2 separate regions of the Mus musculus genome follow, and region 2 is linked to region 1. The links are chromatin contacts, called in public Hi-C maps. All regions are on one chromosome and are shown on one strand. The core of a region is the stretch at or near the end of the contact, and the rest is flanking DNA. Distances in the headings are between cores, read along the strand shown.

Region 1 (6,507 bases), core at 2,566-5,065:
GGGGATCTCATCTGTTTTCATGGAGGGAAAACTTAAATCTTTAAACTTTGGTTTGAGATTGTGTCAGATCCAAATCAATTCATATGTACAAGTTAAACTATATAATTATAGGCCATTACCCAGATGACCCACCAGGCTTTCCATCTATTGAGTAAATTAAACAGTTATCAAAATAACTTTAAAGACTATTTTTTCAAAAAGCTCTGAGGTGTATAATGAAGTGGGGGTGGAGGGACTGTTCTGACTTCCAGTGAGTGCCTATAGTAAAAATAGAAGTTCTTAGGTTCAGAGCAGTTCCAGTGTCACAGTGGGTCTTCGCATGGTTTTTGTCTTTTAAAATTCCCCATCTTTTAGGCTTAAATTTGGGGTTGCTTCTAGTTTTCGGCACTGTGTTGAGCATTGAAAGGGTAGTGCTCAGAGTGATGGCTGAGGGTCTTCACAGTGTGGGCTCAGTGCTCACAGCACACTTCCTGCTCTGTCTCTCATCAGAAGTGAAGTTCTGTGTTGATAAATTTAAAATCATCTTGGTCTTTATGATTTAAGGAATGTTTTATTTTAGACTTTTTTTTTTTTAAATAGAGGTTAGTTTGTCATCTCCCATAAGATCATTTGTTCTGTAAATTAAATACCCGTTCTATGGGGGGTACTTGGTAACTCTTCCCGTCAGTTGCAAAGTGGAGAGAGTGGCTGGCTGTGTACAGACAGTCACTGTGCTGGCATTTATGAAACAAGCTGTTTCACAGTCATAGTTCTTATAACTGTTGATGGTCCCGGCAGGAGCTTTAGTTTATGAGACTTGACGCTTTCATAAGGTTAGTATATTACAAATAAATACAGAGGGATTTCTAAAGCACACCTTTTAGATTTGACTGTAATAGCCCTATTACTTGTTACCATAGATATTTGATGTAAAATAACTTCCAAAATGACAACAAACACTATTTATATTTTGCCCACCTTTTCAATGTCAGGCTTAATAGAAACTGAAGATAGTCATACTACTTGCATTCAGACTTTTCAGGTACCACAGCAGGGAGGCACTGGAAACTGTACTTGTGGAATCCAGATGGTGAGAAAGGCACAAACCACCTTAGAATTAGTAGAAAAGCAGCTAGACCTGGTACAGGTATTCAGGGTCCCCAGATAACATTTTGAGAACACAGCACTTTAAATTTGTGTGTTCCTGATATATTTACCTCTGTCTGGGGAAACCTTGCTCCTTCTGAACTTAAGGGGTTGTTTCCTTTGGTGAAATTCCAGTTGAAATCATTGTTAAATATTTTAAAGAACTAATGGTAATGGTGTGGGTGTGGTGTTTTTTTACACCCTAAGTGGTTTTCTTCTATCAGCTCATGTATTGGCATAGAACAGGTAAGCTAGCAACAGTTTTTATCCTTGGGAGACAGTACTGTTGGGTTGAAGTGTGCTTTCATAGTTAGGTGTTAGTAGACCCGTCTCTTTACCAAGTTACTCACTTCCTGTATTCTCAAAAATACTTAAATCATGTAACATGAATTCTTTTACACTGTGATGAAAGTACTATTTGCTCCGTAGAGTCTTGTTTTGTTTGCTTTTTTAAATGGCAGGATCTTTACATAGCCCTGGCTGTCCTGGAACTCCAGCCTCAGACTCACAGAAATCATCTGCCTCTGCCACCACACCCAGCCAGCCCACTGTAGAGTAGTGGGGTGAGATGGAACAGCTTGGCACCTCAGGCTGACAGTGGCACATTGCATGGGACGGCTTACCTTTATTTATGTAGTCTGTTCCCCCTACAGTTTCAAAATTTGCTTTTTTAAAGGTAATTAAAAGTTTGTATAAATTAGCTTATTGTATTGAATTTATCAGTTAGTTGAACCTTGTGTATTTTAAAGCGGTGTTATTACTTTGCTTTTTGTATGGTTGTGTTTGAACAAATGAAGATGTGAGCGTAACCAGGCCTGTGTGGTGGGTGTTTCACAGCCATCTCTGAAGAAAAGATGAAGGAACCAGCTTTGTAGTAGCAGGCTTATTTTTACTAGTGGTCTGGGGTCTTGAAATGCTGCCATTGAAACGAACAGGAGTGGATCTGCTGAGCCTGCGCTAGACAGCTGCAGCATAGCCCTGGTGTGTGACCCCAGAACTGACTAGGTTTACTGCTCCTTTCATGACTACATCCGGGCTTTGAAAACCTTCAGTTTATATTTTTAATGATGCATTCTATAAGCTTATTTCTGAAAGTTCACTATAATTTGGAAATGTCCAAGTGCTGGGAAAGATTGGGGCAGATGCTAGTCTTCCCCGGTGTGGGGCTGTACAGGTGCTTGCTGTCTGCAGATGTGCCGGTAGAGAACTCCTAGAACTGGGTTCAGATCCCACAGGAGCAGAGCATGCGCTTGCAAAGGGCTCCTGACTCCATGTCCTTCCTCGGGCAGCTTTGCTTCCTTCCGTTTTAGGAGTTTGGGTTAGTGTTTCCAGTGAAGACTTCTGCCGAGAAGGTCTATCTGATATCTTACCCATTCTGCATGGTTTATGCCTGTAGTTGAGCCCATTGTTGTGAAATCTGTCCTTGTCCAGTACCTAGATCTGTGGAGGTCAATGAAAACGGAATGTTTGATTCAGAATTTCATAAAAAGAAAATCCTAGACAGAACATTTTAATTGCCTATAGACATGCCCATTAGTTAATTTTTAAATTGTTTTGTTCTCCAGAGTCTTGAGCACTTGTTGTCTGAGTCACAATCTTAAACAAGTAGCCTTCTGATTATAACACTTGAGGTAGGGAAGGTTATAAACTACTGTTCCACAGTGTTCCTAGAAAGTGGTGAATAGAGCCAGATTTTTACAGACTTAGAAGTCTTTATATGTTCTAAATAACATGCTTAGGAGTTTTACACAGGGTAGAAGGTAAATGCAGAATGTTTCCCTCTGCACGTCAGGGGGCTACTTCCTCTTCCTTGTCTTCGTAGTGTTGAGGAATGCTTTCTATTATGTCTGTCTACACATCTGTGCATGCCTTTCATGGTTCTGCCTTTTAAAAATGCAGACTTTTCAGCTTTCTCCTTTGTTTTAACGTGGACACCTTTCCATTTGCCATGTGCAGCACTATCTCATTGTGTGAATGGCATCAGGATCCAGGAGTGGATGTCCTTTGCAGGAACATTTTTGCACGTATATGCATATACATATATACATGTTTATATGCATATGTATACACACATATATTACATACATGTGCATGCTTACATGGAAATTCTTGATTTTGGCAGATAGGGAACTTTCAACAAAACAGATAATTCTATTTTGAGGCTCATCAGCTATTTATATATGGTATTTTATTTCTTCCTGAGAAAAATTTCAGGTCTTTCAAATAGTTGTAAAATGCCAGCATTTACATTAAACTGTGTGGGCAGTCAGTGCACTCACTGAGAGACTATGGAATCTCATGTCTTATTTTATATCTTACTCTTTCTGTCACCCCTACCTGTGACCCTAAAGTTTCTAAAAGAACAGCTTGAAAGCTTCCTCTTCCAGTTTGTCAGTATTGTGAATCTCCTCATTCCCACGAGCTTGGAATGAATGAACCCTATATTTATGAAAGAAAGTACAAGTCTATTTTTTCACAACTAGAGTCTTCAGAATTAGCTTTTGCTTTGGGAAACAACTCATAAAAGTTTTGGGTTTTGGCTTCTTACCGAAATATGCATTTAGTACTAGTTGTACATAGAACTTGCTTCCTAGAAAAGTTTGTTTTTCATGAGGAACACTTACCTACTAACTGACTTGAAAACCCCTCTGCATGTGGAGGGTAGGAGTGAGGGAAGTTCAAAGGGCAGTAGTCAGGGGCTGGCTTCTGTGGGCTGTGTTTGGAAAATGTTGACATGCTGAGGTCTTTGAGGCTCAGTTTTGGTGCAGGAAGTGGTTTTAGATACTGATTTTGATAATTGTTTCTTTTCTCTTTTGGAGATGCTGAGGATTGAACCCTCAGTGTTGCACATGAATGCTCTACAACTAAGTCCAGCTAATTTCTTGTTCATTGTAAAATATTGTTGAAATAATTTTTTAAAATAAAGATATGACTTTGTGTACCCTTTGGGATGGCCTCTTCAATTGTGTCATAGTATAACAAGATGCCTGGGAGATGGAAAGATGCTCCTCTATCTGTGTCTGCTTCCAACAGAAATGTCCTTTTCTCTGATTAGTTTTACCAAGCTTCTGGATATAGAATGTTTGTTGATAGAATTTGGTATCTTTATTGAGTATGTATTTCGTTGAAAAAAACAAAAACAAAACAACCCCCTCCTCCAAAACCAAACATAGTAGAGTTTATCCTGGTCGAGATACAGTACAGTGAGGGATACTTGGGATAAAAGCTGATGGAGGCTGGTGCCGAAGTAGAGCACTGGCAAGTGGCATCTATAAAAAGAAATATCCAACTGAGTCCTGAAGTCAATGAAGAAAGATGTAGTTCAAAGTCCAGAGCTGCACAAGCGTGGGGGTCAGGTTAGTGTAGAAATCTAGGGCTTGGAGGAACTCTGAGTTAATTATAAAGCATGGGGAAAATGAAGGCTACAGGCACAATTACAAGGCCAGGCTTCCTAGTCATGTCAATAAAAGAGTGAAGATAGCTTGACTTACAATTTTGATATATGAAGAGTAAGGTGGGGGTGGGTTAAGAAGAAACCCAATGAGGCAAGAAGTTGGAAGGCTGTGTTAACTTTGTGAAACATCTCGGTATCTTGATTTTATAATTTAGAGACTCCCGAGCACCTCACAGTTGTGCCGAAAACCAAGTGAATGAAAAAGAATCCTGAAAGGATCAGGAGAAAGTAAAGGTGATAATGCAGACACCTCCTCTCTGACCCCAGAAGCACTGTGCCTGCAGCGTCCTGGAACCAGAGCTTCTAACCAATAGAGAGGGAGAACTGTCCCGGAAACAGCATTCTCTGTCTCCTAGAAACAACATTTGGGAACACAGAGACAGATACGCTCAGATAAGTGAAGACAAAGAATGTGTTTCCTCTAAACATTCACTGCTAGAAAGGCTGAAGGCTAACATGAAACAGATCTTTGGGAAGTAATTTTTGGCGCCCAGAAAGGTAAACGTGAGAAAGACTATTTTCTAGGCCTCAAAGGAGTAGGTGTATGAAAGTGAGTAGGCCAGTGGTAGGATGTTTGAGAACCACATTGAGTTACAGGTGCCAGGAGGGTTGGCATGAAAACTACTAACTTGATACAGAACTTGGAAAAAACTTTTGAAGATGGAAGAAGGTGCAGTCCACTGTATCACCCATTCCTGGGTATGGTGCTTTGAATGAAATCTGCCCCACTCCCCATAGGTCCATAAGGAGTGGCATATTGGAAGGTGTGGCCTTGTTGGAGGAAGTGTGTCACTGGGGGTGGCCTTTGATGTTGCAGATGCTCAAACTAGGTTCAGTGTCACTATGCTATCTTCCTGCTGCCCACAAATCTCAGCTGCCTCTCCAGCACCATGTCTGCCCGTGTGCTGCCATGCTTCTGGCCATGATGAACCCTGGACTTAACCTCTGAACTGTAAGCCAGCCCCAGTTAAATGCTTTCCTTTGTAAGAGTTGCTGTGGTCCCAGTGTCTCTTCACAGCAATAGAAACCGTAAAACAGGGAGGTGCTAAAATGTTCTGGAATTAAATAGATCTTGTGAATAGACTGAAATTGAGATTTATTCCGTGTACTATAACTATATGTCATGTATTTTGGTTATAATTGAAAGGAAATTTCTATAGTATAAAAATAGTCATTACATTTATGTATCATGTGCGTGGGGTGGGTGAATGCTCGTGCATGCACTTGCCATGGTACATACATGGGAAGGTCAGAGAATAGCCTACAGGTGTGAGTTGTCTCCTGTGACCATATAGATCACATCAAGCTTGCAGCAAACACTGAGCCATCTCTCTGGCTCTATATCTCACCTTGAAATGCTAAGGTAAAATAACTATATATGATTAGAACACCCCAATATTTACTCTCCTATACTGAAGCATGCAGCCTTCACTTGAATATCTGCCAAGGTGAATGCACACCAAATTGTAGGCACTTGAATACATACTTTTAAGCAAGTGAACAAGAGGATGGCTGAATTACAAATCTTATGTTTCTTTGACTCATTTCCTGGGATAGTGAGATTACGGAAACTGGGTCACTGTGACTCAGTTCCCAGTTGTGATGTGCTGCCGGCCTTGGAAATGATCCTTCTGTTTCCCATCACAAAGGCTTCTTCGGCCATCCACTTGTCCATCATAGCCCACGTCCATATGTAATGAGATGGGCAGCTGGCTCAGTAGTGATTACATTCCAGCATTTGGCTGGTGATCTGCTTGAGATTTCATATAGGAAGTATCCTATATGATAACGTATATCAAATAAGCCCCATGGGACTTTGTGTTGTCATAATGATAGAAACTAACCACCTTTTCCATCTTAGGTATGAGTAGGAGAAGGGAGCAATGATAAAAATGGCAATAGCAGTAAAGGGGCCAGGAAACTATCCA
Region 2 (6,507 bases), core at 2,001-4,500, 75 kb after region 1:
GGCATACAACTGTAATCCCTGAACTTTGGGAGGATGAAATGGGTTGTCATGAGTTCAAGGACAGTTAGGGCTAGAGAGAAAGACCCTCTCAGAAACTAACTGAACCCATGAGATCGCTCAACACTTGCCGTACACTCCTGCTGACCTAAGCTTGAGCTCTGGGAAGAGTTCTGCAATCCCAGTGCTTTTACAGTGAGGTGAGAGGCAGGCAGAGGCAGGAGAATCTCTTTCAAGTTTTTAGACCAGCTAATGTGAAGTAGAGTGTTTGCAGAGTGGCAGGTCTCAAGAAAGACCCTGAGTCAGTAAGGCTGGAGGCAGGAAATGTTTCCTTAAAGGTCCTCTGACTTTTCCATATATGCTGTGCATGTCACACACACATACATGCACACACACAACACCACCACCACCTCTAATAATAATAATAATAATAATAATAATAATAATAATAACAACAGTAACAACAACGATAACAGCGAACAACAACAATGTAAAACAACAAACAAACAAAACAAAAAACCCCATTCATCTTAGTAGGGAAAGTTTTGATAAATTGACTTATAGTTTTACTACACTATCATAAGAATTATGTAAAAACAATGTTTAGTTCCAGTCTAACCCTAACTTTAATATCATGGTTCTCAATCAGGGTTTTTTGTTTGTTTGCATTTTCATTTTCATGGCAATATCTGAAGACACACTTGTCATGACCAGGCACATGCTGGCCTCTAGTGGTTTATAGTGATTGATTGTATGGTTCTTCCTCTCTCAGGACAGCAAACAGCCCTCACAACAAAGCCTTCTCCAGACAGAATGCCAGTGTGTGAGGATAGGAGACACTGACTTCAGTCCTGATCTGACTGGGCACATGTTTGTAGCTATCCAGCACATCCCTAGGACAAACTCATTTTATGACATACACTGTACGTTTACTAATAATGTGCTCCTTGCTCTGAGCTGGGCACGCAATTCGTGACTTTCCTATAGTTCTGGCTTGCTTTCTTAAAAATGTGGCTTAAATGTAGGAGGCCTGATGTCAGCAGCAGATCTATTTGGTTTTGCCTAAAAAGTTGACACTAATCAGGGTTCTTGGTATTACAAAGAGACTAAAGAATATTTGAATCAGAAGGTTTTAGCTAGTTGCTTTTCTGCACATTCCCCGGAGATGACAGCATTTTATGGGATAGAAGAGGGTCTCCTTCCTTATCTCTAGAAGCCAGTACTTAGGATGCTAATGAGTTTAGTAGGAACTGAATTCTAAAATGGGATTCTAGGAGTCAAGTGACTAAGAAAGGAAAGCCAGAGTACCAATGCAACAATGGGCCCTGACAATGTCAATAGCTAGAGGGGTGTGGCACAACTTGACATTAAAATAAATAACTTCAAAGCTTCATTTGATGTCAGGAAAACACGTGCAATGCCGGGTTGCTTCAAAGGCGGCTCCTAGCTCTGCCTTCTCTTCCTTTAGAGCTCGATGTGTATCAGATCACATAACTGTGTCTGCGCCTGCATCTCCAGCTACCTACCACAGACTCCTTTAAAAATTATCTCAAAGGTGACAAAACGTGAGGAATAGAATATCTTGGGAATAGAAAGACTGTACGGGCAAGTATGTAAACAACTTCCTAACTATGGCTCTTCTGATGGACATTAACCAAGCTGAACTCAGGAGGGGCTTGAAGAGTCAGTCCAGCATCTAGCTGGAAACCTTCAGTCCTGAAAGCCCTTTTTGAGGCCACCATAGGTCACTCAATGTCTCCACCTGTTTCCTGTGAGATAAAATGAGTATCAGTTATCCGGCTGTAAGGAAGTAAGGATAAAGTGGTCACCAGTGGACTCCAGGGTACATGATAAACAGCCAGTTGCGCAGACATCCGTGTTTACGCTCTGACTGCCCCGCCCTCTTATGTGGGGCCTCTCCGGTCCCCTGTACTCCTCTGCAACCATGGGGATGACCGAAGATCGCTCGCTGACTGATAGAACTGTGTTCTTGGTCCTTACCAATGACAATGGCATATAAGTGTGATATCACGAGAGGCTTTTATTTTTTTAGAGTTAGGGAAGCAAAAGTTCCAGGGATGTGTCTGATGAGGAGGTCTTAGGACAGGGCCGTCCTTTGGAGACTTTAAACTGGAGACGAAGCATCAACAGACATTGCTAAGTAAGCCTGGGCTTTGTGCTGCTGGCAGGAGCTCCTTCCCATGTTGCTGATGACACAGAACCTTATTTTAACGAGTATTTAAATGTGAATAAAAAGCTTTTGGGGGTGAAGATTTACAGAACAGGTAGACCCCTTAGTCATTTATGTATTTATTTATGCATTTATGTATTTACGTATTTATTTACAATCCAGCTGTTGCTCCCCTACCTGGTCCCGTCCTCACACAGCTCCTTATTCCATCCCTCCCTCCCATCTCTGAGAGAGTGCTCCCCCACCACAAGGCCTCTCCCTTCCTTGAGCCTCAAGTCTCTCTAGGATTAGGCACATCTTCTCCTACTGAGGCCAGACCAGGCAGTCTTCTGCTAGATACGTGTCGGGGGCCTTGGAACAGCTTGTGTTTGCTGCCTACTTGGTGGCTTAGTGTCTGAAAGCTTCCAGAGGTCCAGGTTCATTCTTAAACATTATTCTAGAAGCGAACATTGGCTCAGCATCAGTATCCTAACTTAATTTAAGTATCACCTATCTAGGCATGCCTATTTGATTTTAACACCTTTTTTTCCCCCAGAAAGAGAACTGCCCGACATCTAAAGAAGCTTGAGTCTTTCTAGGGGATTAGAGAGATGGCTCAGTGATTGAGAGGGCTGCTTGCTTCCGCAAAAGATCTAAGTTCAGGTCCCAGCACCTATGTCAAGTGGCTCACAGCATTGGTAACTCCAGGTCCAGGGGGTCTAATACTCTCTCTGGCCTCTGAAGGCACTTGTATGCATGTGCACATGCACACACACACACAGACATACACACAAACACAATGCACATACATGCACACAAGCATTCATGTAAACACACAAATAATAATATTTTTAGAAATGGTTTTCTAACATTAGAAACAGGAATAAGGGCTTACATCTCTACTAGGACCGAGAAGTGAGAGGTTACAACGGTAGGACTCAGGCTGACTAAATGAAGAACAGTGACTCTCCATAGAAAGGCAACAGCTCCAGGAGAAAGGTCAACAACTCAGTCCTTGACCACTTCCTTCCTGGAGCCTTTCTGACCTATTCCAGCTCCGCCCACTCCCGATGTTCAGACTATTTCCTGTAAGATCTTATTGCAAGGCACTCTAGTCAGTGAGTCAGGCCCAAAGCCACCTCTGCTACTTACACACCTGGACCATTGGCAGCTGCCTGACTCTCTTTGTGTCTGACTCCTCATCTGCAAAGCAGAGATGATACCACACTATGAGGACTACCCGTGTTAACACATCCCAGAATGGCACACTCTACACCTTCATCAATAAGCATAGCTGTACTTTGGATGCTTTTGGAAGGCACTGATGTTCCAATATGCAAATCTTGATGTTAGTTGAAAGACTCCTCGAAAGCAGGGACAAACTTTATCCCCCCAGGAATAGCACAGTGTCTGACTCATCAAACGTATCCTAGAGGCTCAGACAGGACATCATTCATTTTTGTTCCTTTTTTTTTTTCTTTTCTTCGTTCCTTCCCTCCTCCTGTGGTGGTTTGAATAGGAATGACCTACATAGAATCACATGTCTGAGTGTTTAGCCATAAGGAGTGGCACTGTTTGGAGGTGTGGCCTTATCAGAGTAGGTGTGGCTTTTTTGGAGAAAGTGTGTCACTGTGGGGATGGGCTTTAAAGTCTATTTTGCTCAGCACCATGTCTGCCTGCACAACAACATGCTTCCCACCATGATGATAATGGACTAAATCTCTGAACTGTAAGCCAGCCCCAGTTAAATTTGTTTTTATTTATAAGGGTTGCTATGGCATTGCTTCACAGCAGTAGAAACCCTAACTAGGACACCTCCCTTCTTTTGTGCATGTGTGGTATATGTATGTGGTATATATATTTTTTTGTATGTACAGGTATGAATGCACTCTCTTGCATCAATGAGTGCGGAGAACAAGGACAATGTCAGATTCTTCCTCAAATACTTTTCTTATTAAAACAGAAGTTCACTTTCTAGGCTAGGCTGGCCATTTATCAAAGCCAAATGTCTTTGTGGCTATAGCAATCCTGTCCATGGTATTTCTGAACCTGTATTAGGAGGATGGCAAGTGTATTCATTAACTGTCAAAAGACAGCATGGGCTCATTTCATCAGTCAGGGTTCTGCCTATGGGCACAGACTCTGAACTAAAGATTCAAATCTATGGAAAATTAATGACTCTAAGGGGACACACAAAACATGATATTCTTTGATTCTATGGTCTATCTAAAATAGAATGGAGTGAAAAATTGGACATAATAGATTCAGACAATCCTTCCTAAGGGCTCTGTTCCAAATCCTTAGGTATTTTCCACTTTTTAAAAAGTGAGTGGAATAATTATAAGGGTGAAAAAATTCAGTGAATGTTCAACCTCAGGTCACTTGAGTGGCTTGAATTATCATCCTTCAAGCAGGTATCAGATTTTAATTAATTTTAAACCTACTTCTACAAAGGTCATTGGGACTGTAGTTAAAGTGTTGCCATATGAATGCTGTGATTGTTTTCTTAATTATATTATACTGTACATTCTTAGTCTTGAGGAGAAGGCCAGATGCATGGAAAACAGTGGTCCAGGGTTGGTCATCTGTCCTAGCATTGTTTTGGGTTACTGTCCTGTAGTCAGGGAGTCTGGCTCATAAACATTCCAGCTAAAACTATAACCATCATGTGGACCATCAGGGTGTCTGTCCCTGTTGTACTTAATCCCGATCTTTCTCAAATGCCTTAACATGTTCGAGTCCTACTGTTATAGAGATAAAAATTATTCTCTTTACTCCTTGTGTGGAGTAGATGGTGTTAAATGGAGAAGATTTGGGGTTGCCATCTCATATGAGTAATACTATGCCTCTGTTTGGAGTTATCTTTCTATGATGTGGACCCGGTCACCCCGGAATTTACAAGAACCAATGAATTGCTGCTAGAACAAAAATCTCATAATGTCTGACCCAGCTGTGGTATTATGATATGTGGCATTATGATAAAAATATCTTTTACATTGTAAGAGACTGAGACTTTGTATAGACTTCATAGTGTAATTTACTGGATGTACCTTTAAGAGAGCTGAAAGTAGTCTCTATATTCCAGTTCCTTATGACTCAGTGTTAGTAGTACTTTTTTTCTGGAAGTGTTGGTTAATACACACTGGCTACATGGGTCAGATCTTCTGGAATTTTAGTTGCACCACTGAACTTGCTATTTGGATGTCATGAACAGCTCATTTTAATGGAGTGAAATTGTTTGATACCAATTTTGGTACAAAAGAGTGGGGGTGTCCTGTAACAGGACTTAAAATGTGGAAGAGGTTTTGGGCTTTGGTAATGGGCAAAAGCCAGAAGTATTTTTGAAACATTGTATATCTGTTTGACAATGGTGACAGAATTGTGGACTTTAACTACAGAGCTGGAGAAGGTTCCGAAGGAAGCTAGGAGTCGCATCTGTCTATAGTTGATTTAGATGAAGAGATCTGGGACTTAGAGCTGATAACATTCAGATGACAGTTTTGGACCCAAGTTTGGTGCTGGAATGGTGTGAATACATTTAGTACTAGGGAAGGACACTGGCTGTGTTTCCAGCCCAGGACAAGTGTTAGGAAGCAGAGAGCTGAGCTTGCTTTTTGAGCCCACTCTTCCTGTACTTGTTTACGGTATTGGGAGTTGAACCCAAGACCTTGTTCATGCTAGGAAGTTGCTGTTCCACTGAGCTATAACACCACACCTTTTTGTACTTTCTAGTTTTGAGAGAGGATTTAAGTAAATCACCTAGGCTAGGCTAGGCTAGCCTTGAACTTGAGATCCTCCTGACTTGACTTCCTAGGCAGCTGAGATTAGTGATTGTTGCCAGGCTTGGCTAAAGGGAAGACCAAGATGAGTGCCCTTATGCAAACCCTAAGTCATGGAGAAGAAACTAAGTTAGACACACAGAGCAAAATGACCACCATGTGTAGACTGATGTAGAGACAGGAATGACATGTCTACAAGTGAAAGAACATGAAAGACTGCCAGGAAACAGAAACAGGAAGCCTTGGTACTCAGAGGCCACATAACTCTATGTCTTTGGACTTTGAATCTTTAATACTATCATAAAATAATTTATGCTACTTAATCCAACTGATTTTTGGTACTCAACTATAGACAGTTAGGGAATGGACATAGACTTAATACCTATAATTGAAATTTTTAATGATTTGCACAAAATATGATTATCTTTACAACAATAAATGCAAAAGCTGTTCAGTGGTAAAGAGCTTGCCTAGCATGTGTGAGGCCCCATGTTCAATCCCCAGCATGCCCCCCCAAATGTCCCAATTTTCCTATTCCTATACTTTCATCATTGCTGAATA

Evidence for each region. A called contact is a pair of places that touch in the nucleus more often than the background predicts.
Region 2: a Hi-C map of Th2 cells shows a contact between it and region 1, with 2.1 times the contacts expected there. The contact joins two enhancer-like sites. A contact is called at or near these places in 30 of 484 Hi-C or Micro-C datasets (the AML12 cell line, CD4 T cells, CD8 T cells and 19 more), 3 of 115 datasets of contacts at active chromatin or transcription factors (embryonic stem cells and extraembryonic endoderm stem cells) and 4 of 9 other capture datasets (adipose tissue, embryonic stem cells, liver and 1 more).

Annotation. Positions count from the first base shown.
Region 1 is chr1:82,896,931-82,903,437 of GRCm38.p6, forward strand. It overlaps Agfg1 (ArfGAP with FG repeats 1), which reads left to right. Exons shown (of 13, transcript NM_001368850.1): 13 at 1-4,071. Among named protein-coding and RNA genes, the nearest start is that of Agfg1, 61 kb to the left of the region's middle. Within about 2 kb of position 3,816, at least 18 of the 459 cell types and tissues checked have an H3K27ac peak or open chromatin away from gene starts, as enhancers often do. A contact at or near this core is called in CD8 T cells, Th17 cells, Th2 cells and 2 more, where this site is marked.
Region 2 is chr1:82,972,716-82,979,222 of GRCm38.p6, forward strand. No RefSeq gene overlaps it. Among named protein-coding and RNA genes, the nearest start is that of Slc19a3, 62 kb to the right of the region's middle. Within about 2 kb of position 3,251, at least 45 of the 459 cell types and tissues checked have an H3K27ac peak or open chromatin away from gene starts, as enhancers often do. A contact at or near this core is called in CD8 T cells, Th17 cells, Th2 cells and 2 more, where this site is marked.